Linked DNA regions of Mus musculus: region 1 is linked to region 2. Evidence: chromatin contacts called from public promoter capture Hi-C data. All regions are on one chromosome and are shown on one strand. The core of a region is the stretch at or near the end of the contact, and the rest is flanking DNA. Distances in the headings are between cores, read along the strand shown. Region 1 has its middle 21 kb from the start of Gm51629. Region 2 has its middle 43 kb from the start of Gm51629.

Region 1 (2,700 bases), core at 175-2,674, 65 kb after region 2:
GACCATGTGCTTTACCACAAATTTTCATCTCAGCATATTTTAATAATGGCCAGGCTTATGCACAGGGGACCAATGAGAAGACTGATAAATTGCCAATGAAATTGCCTTCTTTGACCTTGACTACCTTTGGACTGATTGATGATCCTGGACTAAAGATCTACAGACTTTCTGTGGGTATTAAATCAGATTAAAGATCTGTCTTAGACGGTCCAGGCTGTTATAACAAACATATTGTAGATGGGGTGGCTTATAAACAACAGAGATTTATTTCCCAAGCTTAGAATGCTGAAAACACCAAGGTCATCAATTCAGTGACTGATGAGGTTCAATTCTGTGTAGATAGATGGCTGCTACCTTGCTGTCCTTACCTGGCAAAAGGAACAAAGGAGCTTCTATGTTGTAATTTCTATAAGGACACTAGTCTTAGTTGCTTTATTTCTGAATTTCTCATTAATATCATACAGTTGTCTCCAGTACCCATCACATCTCATCATGTTGATGAAAATATACGGCAGGGTCCAAATGAGTTAATTTAATTACTAAGAAAATATCCAGGGCAAATGGTGGTATCTTACAAGTCGAAGGTGGATGTTTTTGACTATATGCTTAGGAATTCTTTGAATGCATAAAATGCTGAAAGCAAAAATCGGAACTAATTTTGACATTTATTACACGTTTTAAAAATGAAACCTAAAATTTACTGTGAATTTACAAGTTACTTCTACACAAGCATGGTGTGTTGTAAAGCGATCTGTGTCAGCCAGTACATTTTAGGGCACAATAAACAAGTTGTTTAACGCCTGCCTTGGCTTTCCTTCTTAGACAAAGAAAGGCTGACTTACCTGACTGATTTAATCTAATGGTGTTATTTTTTTTTCTTTTCCTTTTAGATTTATATTGATCTGAACCAACCTATATTGTGACTGCTGGCAAGAATTAAGGTCAGTGCTGTGCTTATATTGATTGTGAACTAGCTTAAATAAGCTTTTGTAAGGGCTTTTTGAGTCTTTAGCTTGCTGGTTCAGGATATTCTGCCCAGAGTGTGAGCAAGAGCAGGATCAAGCATGAACTGTATACATCACACCATGGCTCACTAATAACCACCATTGTTCTCGCCAGTATGTGTTTTACATTACTTTGGTTATTGAATGTTTTACCTCTGTCACCTCACTAGCTAAGTTTTGGTGAAATAAATGTGCCCTCATTTTCGTTCCTTAAAAGATAAACAAAGGCTGGCTTATACTTTAAAGGATGGTTTACTTTCTGAACAGGAAAACACATTTAGTTCCACAATTTGTTCCTCAAACAGAACACATTATGTAAGGAGAGCAGAGTTGAAAGTGCATTTGTGAATCACTCGTGTTAATTAACGAGCAGAATGCTAAGATGTCCTTTCTTTGTTCTGTTTTCTCATTAGCTGGCTTTTAGGAGCCACTCTAAACAGCTTCATCTGAGGTTGGAGTAATAACAGAGCCTTAGAGGTCCCTCACACAGATGGGCTTGGGAATCTATTTACCCCTCTATTTTCTTCTGTAGGACAGGAATTCAGAATGAAAAATAAATTTATAAACTAAGCCCCGAAGGCAAGGAGGATTTTCACTGCTCATAAAGAGCAGAACACCAGGTGTTGCTAGATTTGTGCCTGGGCTTTTTGTTAAAGAGTAACGTAAAGAAAACACTGGGCTTTCATTCTTGCTTACATTAACCAAGAATTTCCATTCTAAACTCTGGATTTAACTCTTTGAGTCAAAGTGCCTAATATATAGCAGGCACAGAGTAAATAAGTACTTTTTCTGGCCACAATTCTGATGTCACTGTCCTGTTGCCAGTAACACACACACACACACACACACACACACACACACACACACACGCACACACGCACGCACGCACGCACGCACCCCTCACCCTCCCTCTGTCAGGTGAATGGGTACTATTATTTCTTTTTTGTCTTTTTCAAGTGCATATGGCTTTCCTGTTGTTTAATCTGTATGAAATTAAATAAATAAATAAAACCTGTTGGATTTAAGCCTATTGATAGTTAGCTATTTAATAAAGAAAAAAGTAGGGTAGATATTTGCTCAGGATGATTTAAAAACTATTTATAAATCATGTTACTTTATATTTGACATGCTTTGGGGTTGAATGAGCATTGAAATACTTAACTTAGCCTAGCATTTGTTTTAAAAAAATTTACTCCTTAGTATAGTCTAAATAAATGACTATGCATTCAAATATATATATATATTTCTTTATTATTATTATCATGATTATTATTAATTGAATCAATGCTGACAATTTCATACAATTACTCATCTCCCACCCTCTCTTAGCTCCTTTACACTCCCTTGCCTACACATCTCTTCCTTGCATTCTGGTTTGTTTCTTTTATGACCCTCCAAGTTTAACCCACTGGACTTGTGGCCATGCGTTTGGAGCTATTCCTTGGAGCTTGGTGGGTCAGCAGCAGAGGTACAGGTGAAAACAGTGACCCCACTTTCCCTAGAATCACTAGTCAGTGGTTCCTAAGTAGAGGATAAAGCCCCATACGTCATTCCTCCATCCATGACAGACTGTGAAAAGAGCCAGTCTTGTTCAGGCCCAGTGCAAATTACTACAGTCTCTCAGTTCATGACTTCAATGGCTAGGTTCCACCTAGAGAATAGCATTTCAGGGCCCTTCTCCAGGCCTCTTGTTTCT
Region 2 (2,700 bases), core at 85-2,584:
TTTACAGGGACCATCATGGGAATTTATAAGAGCCTATAGCTCTTTATTTTTTTTAATACAAATCATTAAAATGAGTAACCTGTTTTGAAATACAATCTTCACCTCGACCTTCCTAATATATTTGTATTGTAAACAGCACTGCTGCATTTTGTAACCATGAGAACTTACTGCCTTTAAAAAAGGATTGTGTACTTACATGCCTGGAAATATTATGTCCGTAATATTTTAAATTGTTCAGACTAGGCCAGGGATACAGTTCAATTGGTAAAGTGCTTGCAGGAAGCCCCGAGTTAGAGTTCCAGCGTGGCATCAACAGCTCGTGGTAGAGCAGATGAAAACAGGAGGATCAGAGGATCAAGTCAACTTTTACAACAGAGCAGGTTGAGGCTACATGAGACCCTGTTAAAAAAATGAATCACTTAAATTGAGAAGCAAAAAATCGTATATTCCTAAAGCAATTCTTTTGTGCCCTAAAGGGGCATCGGCTGTCAAGATTTTACTAACTATATATGAATCTAAAGGTATTCGACAGAGAAAGATGGATCAGTAAGCCAGCTGAGGCAGGCAGCCAATGAGTGACTTTCCTAAGGTAGTTAATTTGGAACTAGGTATGAGACTGTGTAATTTGTGCCCAGACTCACTGTTTTTAAGGGGTGCCATAGAAGACACATGCCACTCTGGCTCTGTGTCCCCAGACCTACTTATGTTTCTGTTTTCTGAGCTAAGGGTGGAGTAAGGTGGCAGTTGTACCTGCCCAGTCTTGTGACTCAGTTGACTGTCAAATGGATATAAAAGTGGGAGGGACTCGGAATTTTAGGGCCATTCCAACTAGATGTGTGCCAGCTTCTCCTGTGAAAGCTCAGAGACTAAATCTGATCCAGGAAACAGTTAGAGGCTCCTGCCCCAGGGCCATTCCTGTGGCTTGGATCTCAGGATAGAAGCTTAGACTCTGGGGAGGAATGCCCAGACTCAGGGGACCTGGATAGCCAAGGAGTTTAAATCACCTTGAACTATCTTCACCGAGGTCTTCAGGTTCACTGGGGTTGTGTTTAAACTTGGTCCTATGTACAAAGAGAGTCCAACCAAAATAGCCAGGTTGAACTTTTTTTCTGATATGCAGCACCATAAATGTGTTTTCTCAAAAATAGTTTTTGTGCTTCCCCGGCCTTGGCATTTTTAGTTAAAGGAAGTGAAGGAGAAAGCCTGTAGGCCGCTGTCTGTGTCTAATTCCCACTCACCGTCCCACTCCTGCGTGCCTTCCTGTTTCTCTGCCTACAGTGCTTCATCCTTCTTGTGTTTTTGCTTCTTCTAAGGAAATAGCAAATTAAATGGGAATTAGGCGTTGCCATGGTTACTGTGTTCAGTAGCACTACACCTGCACCCACGCTGCTTAGGCATTGTGGAGTCTTCAGTTGACAAATATTTGAAAGGCATGAAGTGCATCTTGGAGGAAAGAAATTAAGCAGAAAGAATGCTTAAATATTTAAAGAGAAACATGCTCTCTGCTGAAGACCGAAACGCTAGCCCTCTCTGGGGAGTGAAGGCATTCGAATGTCTATTACAGAGTACCGAGTAGGGTGTCCTGATCCTCTCGAGGAACATATTTGACCATCAGAGTGGGAGTGCCTGTTTTATCACTGAGAAGACAGGATAGTATTCCTTACAGGATTTTACGTGTACACAGATGGCAAATTCTGAGCATGTTTTTCTCAGAAGTGTCTTTATTGGAAGCCATTTACAGGGGAACCATCTTAACTGTTGCAAGCAGGCAAAGCTGAGAGAGAAAGTGAAACTTATTCTCTGCCCTTCCACTCAGATTCAATTTGATAGTCTGAGGCTAAAACTTTATCTTTAAACAGTTAAGATTGTGTACATTTCAGTAAATGAGATACTTATATGAAGAGGAAGGCTCACTCACTCTTCCTTTGCCACTTGACTGAAAAGCTGGTGTGGCCTCAATAGTTCTTACCTCACATGCAATTATTCATCAGTGTACTCATTTACTAAATGAGGGCTTCAGATCCTAAAGGTAGAGCAGGGACTTTTCTGAGTGTGAAGAATTTCAGGAGAAGCCATTCAAATTCCTGCCCTCAAAGAGGCAATGTTTTATCAGGAAGACACAAAGTTAGCAAATAAAACAAAAATGAATGCCCAGAGACAAATATATATACATATATACATATACATATATATATATATATATATATATATATATATATATATAAACATATATGTGTGTGTGTGTGTGTGTGTGTGCGCGCGTGTCAAGAGCTTGGTTTCAGTGGGATGCACTGCCTTTGTTTGCAAGATTAATAAATACCAAGCTATGGAAGTGGGTGAGTGTTCAAACACAGGGAGTAACATCAACACAGGCAGAAGCCTGGCATAGCTGAGAACCATACAGAAGAAAAATAATAGGAGTCTGATGAACCTGGTACCTAATGAAACAGCAAAGTGAAGCAGAAGGCAGATGCCAAACCTCCTGAGTAGCCTAGACCACAGCTTGACTTGTATTTAACTTGCAGCAATCACGTTTTTGAGGTTGTAAAAGAAGATTATTTTTGAAAATCTTTCACAGCGTTCAGAGATTTAATTATACCTTCTAAATCCCTGTAGCAAGATTTGTATCTTATTCACTAATATGTTAAATCACAAGAGAGGAATAAAATTTCAAAACTCAGAAACCAATGGTGAAGATTG

What was found. Capture Hi-C pulls out chosen DNA fragments and counts their contacts.
Region 1: a promoter capture Hi-C map of pancreatic islet shows a contact between it and region 2. The contact joins two enhancer-like sites. A contact is called at or near these places in 1 of 484 Hi-C or Micro-C datasets (cortical neurons) and 1 of 9 other capture datasets (pancreatic islet).

What each region holds. Positions count from the first base shown.
Region 1 is chr1:66,250,772-66,253,471 of GRCm38.p6, forward strand. It overlaps a transcript of Map2 not described here. Among named protein-coding and RNA genes, the nearest start is that of Gm51629, 21 kb to the left of the region's middle. Within about 2 kb of position 1,425, at least 26 of the 459 cell types and tissues checked have an H3K27ac peak or open chromatin away from gene starts, as enhancers often do. A contact at or near this core is called in pancreatic islet, where this site is marked.
Region 2 is chr1:66,185,912-66,188,611 of GRCm38.p6, forward strand. It overlaps a transcript of Map2 not described here. Among named protein-coding and RNA genes, the nearest start is that of Gm51629, 43 kb to the right of the region's middle. Within about 2 kb of position 1,335, at least 44 of the 459 cell types and tissues checked have an H3K27ac peak or open chromatin away from gene starts, as enhancers often do. A contact at or near this core is called in pancreatic islet, where this site is marked.